2 separate regions of the Mus musculus genome follow, and region 2 is linked to region 1. A link is a contact called in public ChIA-PET data. All regions are on one chromosome and are shown on one strand. The core of a region is the stretch at or near the end of the contact, and the rest is flanking DNA. Distances in the headings are between cores, read along the strand shown. Region 1 holds the start of Rnf103 (ring finger protein 103). Region 2 has its middle 14 kb from the start of Gm38828.

Region 1 (4,945 bases), core at 762-3,261:
GATAGCATTGGAAATGTAATTGAGGAAAATATGTAATAAAAAATATTTTAAAAATTGTTTCTTAATATCTCTCTCCCCCTCTCCCTCCCCCTCCCCCTCCCCCTCCCCCTCCCCCTCTCCCTCTCCCTCTCCCTCTCCCTCTCCCTCTCCCTCTCCCTCCCTCCCTCCCTTCCTCCCTCTCTCTCCTCTTCCCTCTCATGATTTGATTTTTTTAACTTTTAAACTCTAGCCTGTCTGGCTCCATCCTCAGCTCATCCACCCAGCTTTCCCTACCTGTTCTTCTTTTCTGTTATTGCCTCTGTGTATTGACAGAGTCTATTATTACTAAAATGCATTCCTTCGAGGCAAGGCATATCATTTATGTGTTTAGACTTGACTAGCAATGCCACCATATAACAGTGCTATACTGTGAAATCAAGAATGCTGAAATTACAGAGCCAAGTCTGTCAGCAGGAACAGTTTAATACAGTCTCCACGTGGTCTGCTGCCCTGGAAAACCACCACACTGTTCTGTAAGTCTGAAGCTGTACATTCCTGCCCACCCTGCTCCTAGGCTTCTTCCTTCCTAGCTCCTCCACTAGCTGTACACCGAGATGCCTTTGTTAACTGCGTTATAAAGGGGTACTATCCTTTGTCTACATTTTATGATCCATTCTTTGTTTTCCATGGCTCATTTGCTCCCTGATTGAGGGTCACACTCTCTCCCTAAAAATTTCACCCCTGGTTTAGGGTTGTTCATGCTTTTCCTTGCTGGCTAACATTTCACCTGGAATTCCTACTTGTTTTCCTGATCAAGAAGACTCACACACACGCACACATGCACACACACGCGCGTACACACACACACACACACACACACACACACACAGAAACAGAGAGAGAGAGACAGAGTGGGGGAGAAAGACAGAGAGAGGGAGAAAGACAGAGAGAGAGAGAGAGAGAGAGAGAGAGAGAGAGAGAGAGAGAGAACATGACCCTGCTAGAGTTAAATAAACACGGAACCAGGTACCATACGCTTGCCTGTCAAACTCATTTTATATGAGTTCTTCTGGCTGGCTAAAACACACAGACCTTTGCACCTGGACCTAACCACACCTAACAACTTTTGTCCTGACAACTCAGACCTTCATTGTCTACTTTTTAACCCTCTAGGAGACTAGCCACAACTGGATCACATACTAAAATTCTTTTTGGCCATACCTCCTCCAACACACATGTGAAAATCGCATTCTAAAGCAAAGGTAGAAAAACATCTGTTTTCAGAGTTTCACCTCAAGCACCTCAAGCCAGCTGTGCCACCCCTCCCCCCCACCCCACCCCGAACAAAAAACTAAACAAAAGAAAAACCCAAAAGCATCCGCGGTTGACAGGGACTGGACTTAAAACACAGATTCTGATTTTTACAGATCTTGATGATTTGGGTGGGTGTGGTGGTGCACGGTTTTTTTTTTTTTTTTTTTTTTTTTTTTGGGTTTTCGAGACAGGGTTTCTCTGTGTAGCCCTGGCTGTCCTGGAACTCACTCTGTAGACCAAGCTGGCCTCGAACTCAGAAATCCGCCTGCCTCTGCCTCCCGAGTGCTGGGATTAAAGGCGTGCGCCACCACGCCCGGCGGTGCACGGTTTTAATCCCAGCACTTCCATGCCTGGCAGGCAATCTCTGAATTCTGAGGCCCGCTTGGTGTTCAGAGCGGTTCCAGGCGGGCCAGGACTATTTAATAAGGCAGTGTCTCAAAACAAAACAAAAACCACAAACAAAAACGAACATCTTTTAGCAGCCTTTATTTTTCACGCTCAGCACAAAGGTGCACAGTGTCGCAGGGTCCAATGTCCAATCCTGGGACTGAAATCAGTGACTAAACATCAGCGCATCAGAGGGCTGGGACCGCGAGAGCACAGTAACTCGGAAGGTTTACCCAGCCCAGCCTCCCGCAGCCCCTCTCTCCCCTTGCACCCCGCGGCTTCTAACCCCGCCCCTGCCGAGACCCCGCCCCGATGCCGACGTCAGTTGTTATGTCTTGACTGGGGCCGCGGCTACAGCGGGTCCAGTGCTCTGGGGGCGACGGCCGCGGCCTGCAGAGGCGGCAGGGACGGTGGCCGCGGTTGGCGCGGCGCGTCCGCACGGGGCTGGGCACCGCGCGGCTACGCAGCTGACAGGAAGCCGCCCGGGAGAGCCGCGTTGGGGCCTAGCGTTATTTGCTTTTTCCTCTTTTTTTCCTCCCTTCACGACTGTCGTCTCGCGCTCCTCCTCAGCGGGAGCCGCCGCGACGCCCCCTCGCGGGCCGCGGGGCCTGATAGGCGCCGCCCGCGGGAACCTGGAGCTGCCGCCAGGCCTGGGCGGCCGCCGGGGCCTGAAGCCTGGGCGTTCGGCGCGGCGCTGCGGCGGTCACTCCAACCCGCGCTGGGCGCGCCGGGCCCCGGGCCTGGCCCAGCCGAGTACCGCGCCCTCTGGACCACTCAGTCCGGCCCCAACCGCCCTCCGCTGGCCCGCAGTCCCTCGGAGCTGCCTCCCGGTCACCCCAGGTGGGCTCTTGCCCTCTTCCAGCCGTCCGCAGCTCGATGGGTGGGGTGCGTTTGAACGTCCCCCCTTCTCCCTTTCTCAGCTCCTGACCGCAAGGCCAGAGCCGGGGCTCTCAGTCGCACGCACGCCGCGATCCACCTGCCTCCCCGCGGGGATGGCCCGCCGGTGACCGCCGCGCGCCCTCGCTGCCCTCGCCCAGGCTGCGCTCTGTCGCCCCGCACTCGATCCCCTTCCCTTGTCCACGGCGTCCCGGCTCCTGGCGACGCCAAGAGGGCGAAGATGTGGCTGAAGCTGTTTTTCTTGCTCCTGTATTTCCTGGTCCTGTTCGTCCTGGCCAGGTTTTTTGAGGCCATTGTGTGGTACGAGACTGGCATCTTTGCTACTCAGCTGGTGGATCCGGTGGCATTGAGCTTCAAGAAGCTGAAGACCATTCTGGAGTGTCGAGGGCTGGGCTACTCCGGGCTGCCGGAGAAGAAAGATGTTCGGGAGCTGGTGGAGAAGTCAGGCAAGTGCTGGGCTCCTGGAGGTCGCCTCCACTGTCCTGGCTCTTACCCACTCCCCAGAATTAGGCGGTCCCCAGAATGGTTAAACAGACTGCTCCAGAGAGCTGCCCAGGTCATCTTTGTCTACGTTTTCTAAATAAATATGTAAATCTCGGTTTGGAAAAGACAACTGTTAGGTGTATTGGTGTGTTCCAAAGGCTCTTTGGAAATGACAGTTTGAAAGTGTAGCTTTAAAAAAAAATCATTAAATTGAATCATTTGTCCCAGAATTCAGGAACGTCAGTTGAAATTGATTATAGAGAAAGGAAAAATTACAAAACATAGTCTGTAAATAGCAGCATCTGCATCCACAATAAAAACAAGCTACCAGGAGGGTAAAACATCATTAAAATAATAACAAAAGGCACGTGGACCTAAAGATTTACGTGTAAATTATGCATTTAATTATAGGTAAGGTGTACACAGTGCAATATTGCTTTTTATACTTTAGTGAACATTTTGTGTGGCTGTTGGCCTTGTTTAGAGTAAATATTTTCTTGCAGATTATACATTTTATTTTTGAATCTTGACTTACCTTTCTTGTCATGTGTCACAGGCATCTCTGCGTCACTTAATGGGTTGAGGAAAAGACTTGAAATAGTGCTGAAAGAATATTTAATGTAGCCGTTGATTTGGGGTAGGATTGGGTGGGGAAATACAGTTAACTTTAAAGTGTCTCCTTGTTTAGATAGTTTTCCTGAAAGAGGAATGTAAATTAAGAAAGGCCTTCTGAGGTGATGTAGGAAGCATTGGAAACTTATGATTATCTTGTTTTGTCCTTTCAAGTATATCATCAGCGGGGCCTTTTAGAAGACCATTTTTTCCCCCTTGGGTAGTACTATCTAGACAAATAGTGTGATAGGCAAGATGACAACGTTTATCAGTCTGACACTTACATACTTATAGCATAAGGGTTACAGAACTCATCTCGCCAGTGAGATAGAAGGAAGGAGTCCTTTGCGTAAGGGATACATTTTTCAAGTGGTTATTATTATTGCTCTTGTTTGCACCAGGTTTATGCTGCCATTGGTTGTTGGGGCTGGGGGGTGGGGTGGGGTGGGGGGAGTGGGTTAGCAATCTCATACAGTTATTTGATCACACAGGCTTTCCCCTTGGAGCTTTATGTTAGATATTTTGCTGCCATTTGAGCCTAAAATTGTTGTCATATGGAATGTACAAAGAATCCACACATAGCCTAAAGACTATACAACCAAAGTATGATTCAGATCACACATTTTAACAGCATAAGAACAACAAAAAACAGTCTTGGTATGGCAATTTAACTGTGAAACCTAAATGTTTGTTGTGGATGGTTTTGCTGTTTGGAATGGAACTGGAATATCACCATGTAATATTTAAGGCAAAGGTTAGATAATGTGACATGAATGGTTTGCTTTTTTATATTTAATTATACAAGAGCCACGTTTACACTGTAAACTTGTCTATGAATGTGGGGTTTGTTGTTCTGATAGGTAACATTCTTTCTCTCCCAGTCACATAAAAACCTTGTTGCCATTTATAAGCAGGCTGATAGCAAATTCTGTGAACCCTTTTCTAAACCTTTCGAGTAACAACATAAACCAAGCTTTGAAAAATCATGTGAAGCCTGTGCAGGCTTTATGTAAAATTAAATGATTACTAATTTGAGAGGATTTCTTTTTGGACTGATGTAATTAGTAATTTACTAACAAGCTATATGATGACCCCATTAGAATATATGCACTACTATAAGAGATGAATTGTTGTCTTTTTTTTCATTTTTTGCTGATGTATTCAAAAGCTATTGAATTTTGTAGAATAAAAATATAATAGTGTGCTTATTCATGATGTAAAATGGTATTAATCATTGAAGTTGAGAACATGGGATTTTTGAAACCTTACCAGG
Region 2 (4,945 bases), core at 721-3,220, 190 kb before region 1:
ATAAAATGAGTATTTTGTCATCAGCTCATTAACTTGTTAAATAAAAATCACAGGACATTGTTGTAGTCAGTGTTTTATACTGTGTGCCAGTGCATCAGATTAAAAGTCAGAAGGGGGCATATGGGAAAATGGTACTGTCAGTAAAGTTGCTGCCACACAAGTCTGAGGACCTGAGTTCAGATTCCAGCCCTGATATAAAAACCGAGTGCAGACTCATGCCTGTAATGGGAACACTGGGGAAGTGGGGAAATACTTGGGGCTCACTGACTTGCCCATCTAGACAAATCTGAAGACGCCAGGTTCTGGGAGAGATGCTGTCTCAAAAGGTAAGATGGAAGTTGATTGACAATACCCAATGTTAGCCTCTGGCCCATATGTGTACTTATACACATGCATGCACTACAGGAACACATGCATACACATAGACACACAAAGAAAACATCAAAGGAAGTCACACGCTAAAGTCCCATGTCATCAAACCAACCCTAAGCTATATATTTGACCTTTCAAGAAGCCAAAGAGGGGCTGGAGAGATGGCTCAGTGGTTAAGAGCATCAACTGTTCTTCCAGAGGTCCTGAGTTCAGTTCCCAACAACCACATGGTGGCTCACAACCACTTGTTATAGAATTCGATGCCCTCTTGTGGTGTGTCTGAAGACAACTACAGTGTACTCATATGCATTAAATAAATAAATAAACCGAGAGAGAGAGAGAGAGAGAGAGAGAGAGAGAGAGAGAGAGAGAGAGAAGCCAAAGAAATGAGAGGTAACTGTCAGATCCTTTTGGTGGGTTATTCATTCATGGTAATGATGATTCTTGCATCACTTAATCATTTGAAAAACTGAAATGATCAAATATTTACCAATCAGCTAATTTTCCATTGTTCTGTCCCCACCTTAGAAGGTAGAGCCTTTGAAACAGCCTGGTCCAGACTTGCTTTTGTTTCTGATTGCTTTGGTCCTTCTCTGTCTAGAAAGCTGGTCTCCTTAGCTCAGCTCTTAGGAAGACTGATTCTGTTTTATGAACTGTACTCTTGCCCTATTCTAGAATAGAAAAGAAACCAGCTAAGATCTTTAGACTAGTGCAGGCATAGTGATGCATGTCTGTAATCCCAGCACTTGGGAGGAACAGGCAGGAGGATCATGAGTTCAAAGTCACCCGCAGACATGTAGTCAGTTGAAGGACAGCCTAGGATGCATGAGATGGTCTCAAAGGAAAAACGAATCTTAATTTATTATTTTTCTTTTCCCATTGTGTGTGTGTATGTATGTGTGTATGTATGTATGTATGTTTGTGTGTATACATGTGTGTGTGTCTGCACACACATCCATGTGTTTGGGCACAGATTGAGGCATATGCATGTGGAAGTCTGAGGCTAATATCAGGAGTCATCTTGGATTATTCATTCACATTATTCATTGAGACAGGGAGTCTCAATCAAACCCAGAGCTCACTGATGTAGCTAGTCTTGCTAGCCAGATTACTCTCCAATGAGATCAGATCCCATGTCTCCATGACTATTCTGGCATTGAAGGTGAACAGTCACACCCACTAGGCATTATACACAGTCAGAGGATCTGAACTCTGGTCCACACATGCATGAGGCAAGTGTTTTAAAGACTGAGCCACCTCCCCAGTACTCCACTAAAACCTTCAAATTATTGTAACGCTGTACAAATTGTCCAATTTTTCTTAGTGCCTTTTTATTATTTGTCTATCCCACAAAGACTGTATACTCCCTGTAGACAGGAATGGCACTGCCTGGAATGTATGGGGCCTGGAATAGCAGAACACGTGCCCCATAACCACACGTGCTGCCACGCATGGGGTAGAACACAGAATGCTACACAGTGAGCCAATGTCCAGAGCAGGTGCAGGTTTCTGTCTCACAAACAGGCACAGGGCACGATACAGCTGCTGCTCAAACAAGGGTGTGGATGGTGGTTAGCGGCTAACATCCTCTCTCCTTGCTAGGTTAGAGCAAAGAGCTAAGACCGACGGCAAAGCAGAGATGAAGGCATATAGCACAGCACAAAGTCTTTCAGAACATGAGTTGATTTTAGATCAACCGCTCAGAGTATTTCGAACTGTGAGAAATAACCTCATACACACATTACATATGTATTATTACTGTGGATGTTTTGCTATATAGATAGAAATTATGTTGCTAGAGATGGATGGCATTGGTGTGGAAAGGGAGATAAATGGAGATGATGTAACTCAGATAGATACATTTTCTACACTACCACCTGCAACACAGATATCTCCTTCCCTCTTGTCCTGCACATGTGTGGAGAAGGAAAGATCAAACTGGATGGTAGAGTTTATGTAAAACACATCCAGGGGACAGATTTGTGCTGGAATATGTACACAATAAATGCAAAAAATGTTTGGTGAATAAGAATGGAGAGGTGGCTCAGCAGCCAAGAGCACTGGCTCATCTTGCAGAGGACTCTGGGTCTGTTCTCTTTTCTTTTTTAAAGATGTATTTCTCTCTTATTACATGTAAGTACACTGTAGCTGTCTTCAGACCCTCCAGAAGAAGGCATCAGATCTCATTATGGATGGTTGTGAGCCACCATGTGGTTGCTGGGATTTGAACTCAGAAGCAGTCGGTGCTCTTTACTGCTTCAGCCCAGGACTCTGGGTCTGTTTCCTAGAACCCACATGGTGACTCAAAACTGTCTGCAAGTCCAGTTCCACGGGAACTAACACCTTCTTCTTAACTCTGAGAGCACTGCTCACACTGTGTGTATTCTTCCATATGCTTGCTCTACTATTCAACTAGGATCCAGCCCTGGCCAAGATTGTTAGAATGCTTCAATGTGACTGAAAGGGGGTGGACGAGATATTCAACAGGCAAAGACCCTTAAAACACACACACACACACACACACACACACACACACACACACACCACACACAGAGAGAGAGAGAGAGAGAGAGAGAGGATCTTATTTGAATATTTCCTTTCTCTCTTATTTATTTATTTATTTATTTATTTTTATTGCATTATCTGTTTATTTGTGTGAGTTTGTATGTGGCACATGTGGAGGTCAGAAGACAACTTCTAGCTTATAGGTTCCAGGGATTAGATTCAGGCAATCCAGTTTAGTAGCAAGCATCTCTACCCACTGAGCTATCTTGTCAGATCTCTCTCTCTCTCTCTCTCTCTCTCTCTCTCTCTCTCTCTTTCTCTCTCCCTCCCTCCCTCCCACCTCCCTCCCTCTCTTCTTTCTTCTGAAACGGGTCCCACCATGTAGCTCAGACTGGCTTGAAACTTGTAAAAATCCCTGTCTCAACCTCCTGAATGTTGGGATCGAAGGTTAAGTTACCATGTCTGGCTGAATAATTTGTTTTAATAAGAGGTTTACTCTAGGACCATGATGTGAGCTGATAAAAGGATGTAGATTTCCTTGTATAAAATTTAAAAGGTTTTTGAAACAGGATCTTGTGTGTCCTTGAACAGAAGATCCCCCTGTCTCAGCTTGAATCACAGGTATATGCCACTGTACCCAGGTGCAAATAATTTTTTTTTTAAAAAATCTGTATATTTGCTTTTTTGGTGTTTATTTATCCATCTGGATTCATTTTTCTTTTTCTTTTTGTAAGATTTATTGATTTTATGTATGTGAGTACACTACAGCTGTACAGATGGTTGTGAACCTTCATGTGGTTGCTGGGAATTGAATTTTTAGGACCTCTGCTCTCTCATCAAAGCCGCTCTCTCCTGTCGGTCCCACTCACTCAGTCCCTGATTGTTCTGCCCCAAGATTTATTTATTATTATACATAAGTACACTGTAGCTGACTTCAGACGCGCCAGAAGAGGGCGTCAGAGCTCATTATGGGTGGTTGTGAGCCACCATATGGTTGCTAGGACTTGAACTCAGGACCTTCAGAAGAGCAGTCAGTGCTCTTAACCACTGAGCCATCTCGCCAGCCCTGGATTCATTTTTCTGGGGGCAATGACCATGTTCATTTCAGAAGTTAGCATGATGCTGAGACCAGAAAGATGAATTTGAAAACAGAGAACTGACTCTCACAAGCTGGGCTTTGACCTTCACACGCACATGCCTACACATGAATAAATGTAATAAAAGCCTCAAGAAGCTAGCATGATGTATGGGAAGCCTGTATAAATCTGACGGGGTTGTCAACCGAGATACATGGAGGGGTGAAGTGTGGATTGAGCATATAGGTAGGCACGCAAGCAGCTTTTCTGCTTGTATGTTCTAGTCACAGGAGTTTGGGGGATTTTGTATCAGCCTCAGGTTATTAGAACAAGTTGGAATATACACACACCTCGAACAATGTGCTATACCCTTTGCAACCAGGTAACTCAAATTAATGTTTTAAAGTTAAGTGGTGTACTGGCTAGTTTTGTGTCAACTTGACACAGCTGGAGTTATCACAGAGAAAGGAGCTTCAGTTGAGGAAATGCCTCCATGAGATGCAATTGTAAGGCATTTTCTCAATTAGTGATCAAGGGGGAAAGGCCCCTTGTGGGTGGGACCATCTCAGGGCTGGTAGTCTTGGTTCTATAAGAAAGCAGGCTGAGCAAGCCAGGTGAGGCAAGCCAGTAAAGAACATCCCTCCATGGCCTCTGCATCAGCTCCTACTCCCTGACCTGCTTGAGTTCCAGTCCTGACTTCCTTTGGTGATGAACAGCAGCATGGAAGTGTAAGCCGAATAAACCCTTTCCTCCCCAACTTGCTTCTTGGTCATGATGTTTGTGCAGGAATAGAAACCCTGACTAAGACAAATTGGTACCAGGAGTGGGGTATTCCTGTGACAACCTGACCATGTTTTGGGGAGGTCTGTGGAAGGACTTTGGAACTTTGGTCTTGAAGATCCATTTGTTGTTAAGAGCTCTGTGGGATGTTGTGTAGGAGCTTGGAAGATAATGTTGAGAACAGTGCAGAAGATGGAGGCCTGGCTTGTGAA

What was found. ChIA-PET counts read pairs in DNA pulled down with a chosen protein or histone mark.
Region 2: a contact with region 1 is called in an RNA polymerase II ChIA-PET map of memory CD8 T cells, with 59 read pairs. The contact joins the enhancer-like site here to the promoter of Rnf103 in region 1. A contact is called at or near these places in 4 of 39 promoter capture datasets (embryonic stem cells, hippocampal neurons, stem cell-derived epiblast-like cells and 1 more), 2 of 484 Hi-C or Micro-C datasets (the N1E-115 cell line and embryonic stem cells), 5 of 115 datasets of contacts at active chromatin or transcription factors (double positive thymocytes, embryonic stem cells, extraembryonic endoderm stem cells and 2 more) and 2 of 9 other capture datasets (adipose tissue and pancreatic islet).

Annotation. Positions count from the first base shown.
Region 1 is chr6:71,491,866-71,496,810 of GRCm38.p6, forward strand. It overlaps Rnf103 (ring finger protein 103), which reads left to right and starts at 2,012. Exons shown (of 4, transcript NM_009543.3): 1 at 2,012-3,023. The coding sequence starts at 2,798.
Region 2 is chr6:71,305,806-71,310,750 of GRCm38.p6, forward strand. No RefSeq gene overlaps it. Among named protein-coding and RNA genes, the nearest start is that of Gm38828, 14 kb to the right of the region's middle. Within about 2 kb of position 1,971, at least 20 of the 459 cell types and tissues checked have an H3K27ac peak or open chromatin away from gene starts, as enhancers often do. A contact at or near this core is called in double positive thymocytes and memory CD8 T cells, where this site is marked.